2 separate regions of the Sus scrofa genome follow, and region 2 is linked to region 1. A link is a contact called in public Hi-C data. All regions are on one chromosome and are shown on one strand. Each heading gives the region's core, a stretch centred on a gene start, on an enhancer-like site or on the middle of the called end of the contact. The rest is flanking DNA. Distances are from core to core; before and after follow the strand shown.

Evidence for each region. A called contact is a pair of places that touch in the nucleus more often than the background predicts.
Region 2: a contact with region 1 is called in a Hi-C map of liver, with 3 times the contacts expected there. The contact joins the promoter of WEE1 here to the promoter of SWAP70 in region 1. A contact is called at or near these places in 1 of 5 promoter capture datasets (liver), 5 of 47 Hi-C or Micro-C datasets (embryonic fibroblasts, heart right ventricle, liver and 1 more) and 1 of 2 datasets of contacts at active chromatin or transcription factors (alveolar macrophages).

The regions. Positions count from the first base shown.
Region 1 is chr2:49,800,621-49,807,142 of Sscrofa11.1, reverse strand. SWAP70 (switch-associated protein 70) reads left to right here and starts at 1,881. Exons shown (of 12, transcript XM_003122981.6): 1 at 1,881-2,432. The coding sequence starts at 2,334. LOC106509419 (a long non-coding RNA gene) reads right to left here and starts at 3,891. Exons shown (of 3, transcript XR_002341577.1): 1 at 2,825-3,891.
Region 2 is chr2:49,891,308-49,897,448 of Sscrofa11.1, reverse strand. It overlaps WEE1 (wee1-like protein kinase), which reads left to right and starts at 2,940. Exons shown (of 11, transcript XM_003122982.4): 1 at 2,940-3,798; 2 at 5,235-5,440; 3 at 5,905-5,968. The coding sequence starts at 3,223.

The DNA.
Region 1 (6,522 bases), core at 632-3,131:
GAAACGAAGCCTCATATTTTCTCGTAGGTAAGCAAATGCTGGAGCTTGGATTCTGCCCTACATCTGTGTGGTAGCCAGCTTTCAAGATGGGCCCTTAGTGATTCTTGCCTTCTGATATTCTTGCTCTTTTGTAGTTCCCCTCCTACCTTAAATAGGGCTGACCTGAGTAATAAGTAGAATATTGCAGAAATAATGATAAATGACTTTTGAGGCAGGATCATAAAAGATATTGTAGCTTTCCCTTTTCTCTTTCTTGGGCCACTTGCTCTGGGAAAACCAGCTGACATGTTATAAAAACATCCAAGTTGCCTTTGCGCAGACTCATATAGGGAGGAGCGGAGGCCTTTTCCAAATGATTTCTACAGTACCAGCCTCTCCTTCAGATGACTACAGACCCATATCTGGATTGAAACCTCTAAAGAGCTCTCAAGCCAGAACCATATGGCTAAGAGGCTTTTAAATTCTGGACCTACAGAAAGTATGAGATAATGTTATTTTTTTCAGCTCCTAAATTTTGGGTTAATTGGTTATGCAGCAATAGATAATTGATAGAATCCGTTAGGTTTCAAAGCATTTCCTTCCATCATTTTGCTTTAACAGTTGCTCAGATTATGAGAATGGGCATTGTGAAAGAAGCAGGAATTTGAAAGTTCCCAATGTACTGGTCATGTGACACTTCCCCCCCCCCCAAAAAAAAAGCTTTGAAATACCTTTTTGATCCTTCCAGAAACTGAGAGAAAAGGAGGAGTGTCATCTAGTGGTTAACCTGAAACTTGAGAATTAGGAGGGTTTCTTTTTTTGTCACTACCCAGAAAAAGCTGAACTGGCATGAAGAAATTAGAGGTTAAATCATGTGTTTTTGTTGACTGGCAGACTTGAGCTGGTGTTGGGGAAGAACGATGATAGAAATTGGATTCTGGCAGAGCAAGAAAAGCCCTGACAAATCGTGAAGTGGGAAGGGCCTCTAGGACTCTCACAGTGAGAGACCCATGTCCCTTTGCATCTGCCCCTTCCCCTTAACTGGGTCACCCTTTTTCTTTGCCCCATCAAGTTCCCTTGGCCTCAAGCTCACTGAAGCAGCTCCTTCCGTTTCTGCTCTTTTCATATCACTCTTCCTTTTGATGCTCTTTTCTTTTTAATATAGTGCATATATGTGCATTTAGGAACATAAAAGAGTAAAACAAAACCAAAATTCATCTGAGAACCAGCCCGTTTTGAAAACTTTCCGTATTTGTTCTTCTCTCCATTTTTTCCAGATTTGGTCTTGCATTGGAGATGCAAGGCACTGTGCCTGGTGATTTAATCAGACTGGAGTCAGCCAGCAATAGTTATTATCCTAGGATGTGAGCCCTAGGAGAAACCTTCCAGAACATCTAAAGCACCATGCTCATTTCATACATGGAGGGAGAATTTGAAGCCTAAAGAGCTCAAGCGATCATTGTTAACAGGTATTTAAGTGAACATTAAAACGAGGAGGATGCTCTTCTAGGCATAGATAGGCTCTTTTAAAAGGTTCACCCATTCTGATTAGTAAGATGGGTGGAGTGATTTCCTGGGGTCCTTCCAGATCTGCTATTATGCAAGCACAGAAAAACACCAGGAAAGAGCAGCACTATCCACGTCAAACCCTTCTTAAATTGTCAACAGACCCTCAACAGCTGAGGGTTACGAAGAACAGGTTGCCTGACCCTCTGACTTCTAAACCCACCTTAAACCTTGTCTTTGTCACCGGAGTCCACTACACAGTAGGCATCATGAAATGTTTGCGAAACTAATGAACCAACTTCCCTCGAGGCCCTTCCCTGCTTCCCCTCCTCCCTCCCCTCCCACTAGAGGCTGTGCTTGCATTTGAGCCCTTCTCTGGGGGCTTCTGGGGTTCTTGTCTGGTCTTCTCAGACAGTGACTCCGTATCCGGGGAGGGCCCAGGGCTCTCTTTGTCACTTCTGGAAGCCGGCTGAAGCCTAGGAAGCTGCTTACCCCGACTCATATTTTTCCTCGGGGTAAGAGCTCTTGTTGGGGAGCATGCAAGCTCCGAAAATGGCCCGATCTGGTCTTGGGAACCCTGAAGGGTTGCATAGTGGCGTTTGCCGTCCGGGCTGGGAAAGAAGGCCAGGCGTTCCCAGGGTTCAGGGATAGGTAGAGCACCGGACCCCGAGCTCACACTGCGAAGCGCTATTCCCCGCGGGCGCCCAGAGGGCGGAGCCTGGCGGGGGCGAGGCCTGCCACGGTCAGGTGACTGCGCGGCGGGCGGTGGCGGCAGAGGCCAAGGGGCGTCAGACGCACTAAGTGGCTGGCGGGGCAGTTGCGGCAGCCGGGATTGCAGGATCTTGGCCATGGGGGTTTTGAAGGACGAGCTGCTCAAGGCCATCTGGCACGCTTTCACCGCACTCGACCTGGACCACAGTGGCAAGGTTTCCAAGTCCCAACTCAAGGTGGGTGCCGCCCCCCTCCTGTCCCCCATGCGCCCCTGCCCGACGCGCTCCACTACCCCCGGGTGGAAGCCGACAGGCTGGCGTGACCACAGGGAGTGGCAGGCCGGAATGCGGCCGAGTGGCCTGCTCGAGGTGGAGGGAGAAGAGACCAGGATTTGACTTTTTTTTTTTTGCGTCCCTCCTGGCTTTCGTGCTGTGCGCTCCAGCCGGTGCCTTAGTCCTTTCAGGGCTCCCCATGAGCAAGGCACTGCGGGGGTGAGGGCTCTGAGGCGCGAGCCGGGCTGCCTTTTGGAGCGGGAGGCCCGGAAAGTTTCAGACTCAGGGCGGTGGGAAGCTCCCTTAGGACACCCATCCAGAGTTTTCTTCTTACTCTGGGAGAAGAAGGGACTTACCCAAGGAGTCCGTGCAGAACCTTCGAAGGCGCACGTTCCGCCCCGGGGCAGTCCTCAAATTGGTCAGCTGCACCCCAGGCAGCCACGCAGTTCCGAGAAGGGAGAAGTGCCCCAGAGCCCGGCCCCCAGCGGCCGCCTCTTTTGGGGCGCGTTGGCGGTGGGGGACGCTTTCTGATTAATGAGGAAGACCTAGCGTCCTCATGTCTGGAACGAGTGAAGGGTGTGTCGCGTCCCTCAGGGACCCTAGTTCCGGGTGAGGAGCTCTGATCCGTTCAGCACCCTGCAAAAGCAACTGCTTTTGTAGAGCCTTTACTGTGATTGCCAAAGGGACCTTATCGTTAAGTGAGAGTATAAGGTATAAATAAAGAAATGCTTGTAAGTTGAGTAACCCCAAGCAGGGCAATCGGCACTTAGCCAGGAGAAATTGGCACCTTCTTGAAAGTGTAAAATATGGAAACGGACAAGTAGAGCCATTCATAGGCATTTTTAAATATACACATTTTGGATCTGAATGTCTGGTTTTCTTAGCCTCTTCTGGGAGTGAATTTCTGAGGATTGAATTTGCTTTATTTTGTGCAGTAATCAGGAGGTTCTTATGACTAGTGGCTTTTATGGCGGTAGGATTTAGCATTCTGCCTGTCTTTCACTCTCCTCTCTTTTTCTCATTCATAAAATCATAGTCTGGAAGGATGCATGGAGATCATCCACTTAATCTTCATTTGACTTATTTTTTTTTTAAATCAACATAAAGTTGACTTGGTGGATGGTTCCATGAATTTTAACATATATGGATTTGTATAACTACTGCCAAATCAGGGTTCCATCAGCTCCATCATCCCCTAAAGTTCCTCATGCTGCCCCCTCTTCCTCAACTGCTGAAAATCAATGCTCTGTTCTTTTTTTTTTTTCCCCCAGTGGCCAAACCTGGAGCATATGAAAGTTCCCAGGCTAGGGATTCAGTCTAAGCTGCAGCTTTGACCTATGCCATAGCTATAGCAATGCCAGATCAGTGACCTCTTCTTGATTGCTGTAGTTTTGTCCTTTCCAGGATGTTATTGAAATGGAGGCATACACAATGTAATCTTTTGACACTGGCTTCTTTTACTCAGCCCAGTGCTTTAGGAGTCACCTATGTTGTGTGTATCAATAATTCTTTTTATTGTGAAGCAGTAGTCAATTTGAATGTGCCATATTTAATCCATTCACCCTTGAAAAACATTTGTGTTTCCAGTTTTTGATGATTATGAATAGAGTTGCATTTTACTCTTTACTGTTTTTACTTTTGATTGACCTATACTACTGTGTTTAAAGTCAGTTTCTTGTAGATGGCATGTATTTGGGTCTTGTTCCACCCAAAGCCCCTCAAGGTCTTGCAAGACCCTGACCTTTCACAAATAATATTTCATTTATTAACCTTGGCTCAGAGATGTTAAACAAGCAGCCCAAGATCACACAGTCCAAGGTGGTGAAAGCAGCAGAGCCCCCCTCCCTGCTTGGGTCTTATTTTTTTAATTAATTCTGACAATCTGTCTTTTAATTGGTTTGTTTTAGACCAATTGCATCTAATTATTGCTGTGGTTAAGGCTACTGTTTTACTATTTGGTTTCTGTTTATTTTGTCTATTTTTTTATTTTTTTCCTCCTCCAATTAATGACATAAACGAAATGTTTCCTATTACTTTTGTTGTACAGGTCATCTTTGTGGCTATATATAGAAAAAGTGTCCAGAGAATTCTTTACTGCAGGTTTGGGAGGAAGTATTTAAACTCCCATCCATAGCTTTTACCCACAAGATATTAATAATGCAAGTGTGCAGTTGTGTTTTGTGTCTGTGTCTGCTTAACTGAGAGATTTGGAGTTCAGTTCGGGTTATCTTGCCAGTATTTCTGGAATTGGAAATATTAAAAAGTTTCTATTTACTTCTCTCCTTTTTGGAGTTTTGTCTCTAAAGGTCTGTGTTCCTTGACCATTGGCTAGGAGTGGAGTTTTTGCCTTAATTTGTTCATTCACTCGTTTGTTCACAAATAAACTTTTGTGTCTGCTCTGTGTGAGGTACTATGCAATTTTATCAAAAGATTAGTATTTTTTAGACTCTTGAGAGTTAATATCTCTTTGGAGAATATATCATATAACTGATTTATTAAATAGCTAACTAAAAATTACATATCCAAAATGACGTTATAATTTGTTGCTTTGGGGGGAATTCTCATTGCGGCTCAGCAGGTAATGAACCCAACTAATATTCATGAGGATGTGGGTTTGATCCCTGGCCTCATTCAGTGGGTTAAGGATCCGGCAATGCCATGAGCTGAGGTGTAGGTCACAGGTGCAGCTCGGATATAGCATTGCTCTGGCTCTGGTTTAGGTCGGCAGCTGCAGCTCTTATTCAGCCCCTAGCCTGGGAACTTCCAGATGTCACGGGTGTGGGCCTAAAAAGAAAATTAAAAAAAAAAAAAAAAGAAAGAAAGAAAAAGAATTGTTGCTTTGGGGAGTTCCCCTGGTGGCCCAGTGGGTTAAGAATCTGGCATTGTCACTGTAGCAGCATGGGTCACTGTTGTGGGGTGGTTCGATCCCTGGACCCAGAACTTCTGCGGGTATGGCCAAAAAGAAAAAAACCCCAGCATTTTGTAAAACTATATGGATATTCTAAAATACTCTTGACACTTGTCTTTTTTAAGTTTCCTTCATAATTTTTGACGCAGTGAGTGGTGACTCTTCATGTGTTAGACACTATGCCTAATTTTAAGGCAGATTTGGTAGTGAGGATGGGGGGGAAACACAAATTTTTGCCTTTAAATGGTTTAAATTTTGGTAGGTAAACTAAAAGAATAGGTAACCATTAGAGAAGTCCCTCTCTCTGTCTGTTTCTCTTTTTCTCTGTCCCTGTCTCTCTCTCTCTCTGTGTATACATGTAGATTATGTTACTCAGACCATTACCCCATCCTTTAAAAATGTAAGATCTGGTGGGAGAGATAAGAACTACAGAAATACTATTGGAAGGAAGATGTTGCATGTGACAGAAAGTAAGAGGCCATGAGACCAGACTTCTTACTGGTGGAACTACTTCATGCCAAAAAGCTTTGACATGACCTCTGAAGAAAACTAGGATGTGGTTATGTGGAAATAGGAGTAAGCCCCTTCTCTTCATTCATTCATTCATTCTTTTATTCATTCTTTCTTTCAGTGGATGTTTATTGACTGTTCTTAGCTCTCTGGGATCCCTCTGAACTATTGCAGGCAACAGGAATTAGGCAGGCATTTATATGGACTTCTTTGGAGCTTATATTTTGATTGGAGTGTAGGATATCAATATGTTTGTGTGTATATATATAAGAAAGAATTTTTGAGGTCCTTGATGGATGGGTGTTTGAGGTCCTTGATGGATGGATGTTTAGCTGTAGAAAATGTCCTTTAGTTAATGTGAGCTGTTGGTACGGGATCTGGTAGTTGAAGCTTGGAAAAAGAAGAGGTTTGATGATGGCCTTGGGGAATGGCTGGAGTAGGGGGTGAAGGGAAGAGTGGGAGCCCAGGGGACCAGAAAAGAGAGATAAGAACCACTTTGGAGCAACAGTGGTGCTGAGGAAGAAGAGATTCTCAAGGAAGACATGGTCTCTTATCTTTAGAGTTAATTTAATATTGTTATTAAATTGGAGATTGTAAAGCAATGGTTCTTCCCTGCTTAGCTCAAAAACTATTTCT
Region 2 (6,141 bases), core at 1,691-4,190, 89 kb before region 1:
CAAATATTTAAGTTAGAGCTCTATTATTGCTCAGAAGATATTGCTCACCTACGCCACATCAGAATACCTCAGTAAACAAATGGAATAGGTCCTTATATTCAAGAACCTCGTTTTATAGGTGGGAATAGTAGGAAGACAATCAACACACTTTGAAGTAGATATAAGCCTGTTAAGGAAATAAAGCAGCATGGTGCGAAAGAGTAAAGGGAGGGTGGGGAGGCAATGGGGGATGCAGAATTCCTATATAGGCGGGCTTAGGAGCAAAAATCTTGTTGGGGAAAGGTGTATACTCGGCTTTAAAGTTCCCACTTACCTAGGAATCCCACTATTTTTATTTATTTATTTATTTTTGCCTGTTTTTCTAGGGCCGCATCCACGGCATATGGAAGTTCACGGGCTAGGGGTGGAATTGGAGCCACAGCTACCCAGGATCCAAGCTGTGACCTACACCACAGGTCAGGGCAATGCCAGATCTCCAACCCACTGAGAGAGGCTAGGGATGGAACTGAAACCTCATGGATACTGGTCAGATTGGTTTCCACTGCATCACAATGGGAATTGCCAGCACGCTATTTTTGGATACAACTCATGCTAACAGATCAATAAAGAGTAGAAGTTTTCTAAAGTTATTTTTATTTACACTTCACGTGAAATTGAGAAAATATCAACTATTCATATTGAAGAATTTATATTTCTCATTAGGAGAGAGGAGGTGTTGGAGGGAAGGTGCTAAAAACCACTCCTGGGAGTTCGAGTTGTGGCGCTGCAGAAACGAATTTGACTAGTAACCATGAGGTTGCGGATTCAATCCCTGAATTCACTCAGCGAGTTAAGATCTGGCATTGCCGTGAGCTGTGGTGTAGGTCACAGATGAGGCTCGGATGTGGAGTTTTTTTGTGGCTGTGGTGTAGGCCGGCAGCTACAGCTCCAATTCAACCCTGGCCTGGGAACCTCCATATCCTGCGGGTATGGCCCTAAAAAGAAAAGAAAAAAAAAAACACTCCTTGGCTTTGGTCAGCATGGATCAGAGAATGCCTCTCCTTGAAACATACAAAAGGGTAGAGTTCCTGTCTTCAAAGAGCTTAAAATTAAGTTTGGATTAGTACACAAAAAAGACCACACATTTATACATCCGTTAACTGGAGAGACAGCTGTTTAACCTTCATTACATCTTCAGTTATATAAACTCAGGGAATTCCCGATGTGATAAGTGCTAAAATGTGTTTCCAGAACTCTCTTGCGGCACGACAGGTTAAGAATCCCTCGTTGTCACTGCAGCGGCTTGGGTTGCTGCTGTGGCCCCAGTTTGATCCCTGGCCCAGAATGCTGAGGGTGTGGCCCAAAAGGGAGAAAAAAAAATGTGTTTCCATTACAAATCCAGCTTGAACTTTACCTTTGAAAAGTGTTAGAATAATGTATATGTCCACGTGTTAATATTCATAGAAATGAATGTAAACAGCTATTAGGCCCATGAAAACCGTCCAGTGATATGAATCAAAACAGCAAAACTACATTAACAAACATTAGGTCCTGCAGTGGCGCAGTGGGTGAAGAATCTGACTTCAGCAGCTCTGCTTGTGGAGGAGGTGCAGGTTCCATCCCCCACCAGGCACAGTAGGTTAAAGGATCAGCTTTGCCACCACTGTCTTGGCTGTGGCTGGGATTCAATCCTTGACGCCTGAACTTCCATATGCCGTGGGTGTGGTGGCCATAAAAACAAACAAACAAACAAACAAAAAAACCCACGTTAACGAATGTTATCCACTGATGTCCAGAATTCACAAAGGGTGTATTCTAAGCCAATACTAGTGAGAACGTAATTTTTTTCTCTCTGAAGAGCGGTGTGGCAGTTTATATCTTTGACCCAGCAATCCTAAAGAATAAAAACGGCAAAATAAAACACAGGAAAAAAAAAAAAACGCAAGGAGGAAGAATATTCTTTATGGGGTTATTGACAAGTAAAAGATTGTTGGAATCTTCTCTGTGTGACAGTAAGGGATGGAGTAAATCACAATTTAACGTGGTGCTAGAGAAATTTTCTCAAGTCCCTTTGAAGTTTGCAGCGAGCTGAGCCATTCTATTTTGCCAACACTTGCCCATGAGCTGGCAAACAAATATAAACAGCGTGGCCTGGTGGTGGGCGCTCGGTTTTGTGCTTACGGCCGAACTTGGGGCGGCTTTATTTACTGTGGACAATTTGCGGGAGCCGGGACATCTGAGGGGACCACAGCCTGGGGGCGCTCAACTCCCTATGGACACACTGGACCCTATCAGCCACTCTGGGGTGGAAGCTGAGGCTCAGAGGCTGCCCCGCAGCTGGTGACCTCGCCTGGAGAACTCGAGTGTCCGCCTTCCTGCTGACTTTGGTGTCCCCCTAACCAATTTGTTTACAGTTCAGAACTGTCCTGAGAGACCTCGACCCGGGAACGTGACTTCCCACAGCCACGCCCACACTGCCTCAGGGGCCGGCACCAAAGGGACGCGGGGCAGTAGGTTGGTATCCAGGGACAGCGCCCGAGGGCCACTGCAGTCCCCCGCTCGCCCAGACTTGCCGGGACCCAGAGGCGCTCTCTCGCCGCCCGTCCGATTCCAGACTCGCGGAAGCCTTGCGGGCGGCGAACGCGTCCAGGGCCGCGCTGGGATCAGCCTAGCCAAGCCCTCACCCTTGGTCCCACCCAGAGGGCGGCCTCGGCTCCACCTTGGCCCGGTCCGGGCGGCTCCGGACCCGCGGCTCGAGTGATCCCGCTCGCTCATAGGCCCGCGGCGCCACGCCCGCCCAGGCCTGGCTGGGCGCCGAGCAGGGTGGGCGGAGCCAGCGAGTTCGCGCCAAAATCGCGTAGCCGATCCCTCCCCCGCGGGGTACGTCGCGCCCTCCATTTTTTTCAAACCCTGAGCTGGGCGGGGATTGGTGGGCTGGGCACTCACGTGGTTAACGGTCGCGGGAAGCCGCGGAGCCCGAACCTGTGGCTGGACCTGCGGAGACCCCAGCCTCGGCGCCCGGGCCGCCCCTCCGCTGCCGGACAGTTCGCGCCGCTGCCGCCCCCACCATCCGCCGTCCCGAGCGTCCCGGAGCCGCAGGCCGCCGCCGCCGCCGCGCAGGCCCGCCGCCGAAGCCGCTAGGCGCGCCCAGTCGCACGTGGCGGACCCGCCCCCTGGGCCGGCAGTGTCCTGGACTCCGCGGGCCCCGATTCTCCGGTCCTTCGCCCCGGCCCTAGGGGCGCGATGAGCTTCCTGAGCCGGCAGCAGCCGCCGCCGCCCCGCCGCGCTGGGGCCTCCTGCACCTTGCGGCAGAAACTGATCTTCTCGCCCTGCAGCGACTGTGAGGAGGAGGAGGAAGAAGAGGAGGAAGAAGGCAGCGGCCACAGCACAGGGGAGGACTCGGCCTTTCAGGAGCCCGACTCGCCGCTGCCGCCTGCGCGGAGCCCCACAGAGGCCGGGCCCGAGCGCCGCCGCTCGCCCGGCCCGGCCCCCGGCAGCCCCGGGGAGCTGGAGGAGGACCTGCTGCTGCGGGGCGCCTGCTCCGGCGCCGACGCGGCGGGCGGCGGGGCCGAGGGCGACTCATGGGAGGAGGAGGGCTTCGGCTCTTCGTCGCCGGTCAAGTCCCCGGCGGCCGCCTACTTTCTGGGCAGCTCGTTCTCGCCCGTGCGCTGTGGCGGCCCGGGGGATGCGTCCCCGCGGGGCTGCGCGACGCGCAGGGCGGCCGAGGGGCCCTGCTCGCCGCTGCCCGACCACCCGGGCACCCCGCCGCACAAGACCTTCCGCAAGCTGCGGCTTTTCGACACGCCGCATACCCCCAAGGTGAGAGGACGCGGCGGCCCGAGCAGCCCGAGCCCTTGCCGGCCCAGCCTTTTAAAAAGGCCGCGGCGCTGGGAGCCGAGCGCGGCGCTGCCCGGGTTCAGTTACATAACCGCCTGGCCGCACCCCCGCTCTCTCTCCTGCGCCGCAACAAAAAAGTTGGCAGCCCCTCTTTGGGGCCCTGCCCAGCAGTTGTCCGTTAAAGATTATGTAACTGAACAATGGCCCTCGTCTGGAACTTCTTCATCTTTCAAAGGGCTGATCGGCGCCGTCCAGGTGGCTGACGATTTAACGCCCGCAGTCGGGGCCGCCCCGAGCACGGCAGCCGGGAGTGTAGCACCGATAACGTGGTTTGGAAGGATGCTCGAGTGGTGCTGGCCCGGCCACCTGACACTCCCGAGCGCCGCAGCCATCTGGTGCCTTTTAAACGCAGTGATCGGTCCTGTAATTTGGGCGGCGCACGCAGGAGTTCGGTTGAAAAAAAAAAAAAAATCATGCGCTTATCGTTTTGTGTCAGGTGGTCTTATGGGGGAAAGTTTGAGATACGGAGGGAGACTGCACTTCGACTTGGGAGAAAAGGCTGGCTTTCAAGCCTTTACAGTCTTAAAGACTCGTAAATAACTCAGGGTAGCCTTTAAGCCTCCTTACGGACAGAATATTTATTGGGTAAGCGTTTCTTTATACTCTCGAGTTTGGACTGCCCAAGTTTGGTTACCCTAAGTGTCCTGATTAGGAACATCCAACTGTTAAAAACCAGCGTTGGTGTTGTTGCCTGGACCCTCAGGCTTTCCTATGATCGATAAGGTATCTTAAAGAAATAGGTATTCAGTACCTGTTTGGCTATTGACAAGTGAGAACTGTAAAAGTAACAGCAGGTTTTAAAACGGACACTTCCCGAAATTAAGACAAGTATGGCATTTATGAGATTGATGTGGAAAAAGTACCTAAGTGAGTCAGCTTTCAGTACCGTTAGTCATAAACCTCTGGAAGATGTGTGCTATTGTGCCTTACTGTTTATTAGCCGACTTGCCCAAGGCAAGATCCCTCTGGAAGTGAGGGGAGGAGTCCTATTGAGGTGGCTCTCGAAGCCTTACTTGGATGGGGGAGGGGAGCTTTTATGGGGCTCCCTGACTGCTTTCCATTTTTAGATGGATTGAAAGGATTTGTTAACTTTTAGCCTCCAGAATGAACTTAATTTTGGTCTGCGTTCATGTTCTTTTTAGGGTTAGAGACCTATTTTACTTGGCCTTTTCAGAAAAGGTGGTTAGTATCGAGCTTCAAACTCCTAAGTTAACCACTGTTTATTTTGCTTGAAAGATAACAGAGGCTCGTGTGTTGCTTTGACCTACACATTCGGCCATGTGAAAGGCGTTTTGAAAGTTAGGTTGAGAAGGCCTCTGTAGCACTTGGGTCCTAAACATTTTTTTTTCCTCTCCTAGAGTTTGCTCTCTAAAGCTCGAGGAATTGATTCCAACTCTGTTAAACTCCGTGGTGGTTCTCTATTCATGGATACAGAAAAATCAGGAAAAAGGGAATTTGATGTTCGACAGACTCCACAAGTGAATATTAATCCTTTTACTCCAGATTCGGTGTTGCTTCATTCCTCAGGACAGTGTCGTAGAAGAAAGAGAACATACTGGAACGAGTAAGTTATTTATTATTGAACAGTTTGGTTCCTCACCCACCCAAGATTGGTTTGGTATACTTATCAAAATTTAATTTCAACTGAATGACTTGGAAGTTTATGCACTTCTCTACTACCAGCGATTCTAAAGAGAGAATGGTGGGAAGTCATCAGCTGTGGGAAAGGAGTGACGTGGAAAAGAAAGGAATAAAAAAGCCTAGATAGAGTCTAGAAATCTACTGGTGTGAAAGTGAGGCAGGCAGAGAGTTGACTTAGAAAGGCTTTAATTTTGACGTGTAGTGGTCTTGGCGTATCTTAGCAAGAACAACGTTTACATCAGCTGAGCTGTATTCTTGTGATTACAGAATTAAATGCTTTCTTTTGTTTTCATTTATTAAAATTTAATTTCACTATATCAGATAGTTTTGGATCTCTAGTCGATATATTCATCAGATAGGTTGATGGAAAAAATAATTATTTTTCAGTTCCTGTGGTGAAGACATGGAAGCCAGTGATTATGAGTTTGAAGATGAAACCAGACCTGCTAAAGTAAATAGCTTTTTCCTTTTTATTGTTTTTGAAACTTGATTTTCTACTTCTTAACAAGCTACCATATATGCATATTAAGTAAGCATTAAAACAAGATACAATGATTTTTAAATTTCACACACAGTGAAAAAAATCATTTTCATGCTTTTGTGCACATGGATATATTTTTTATT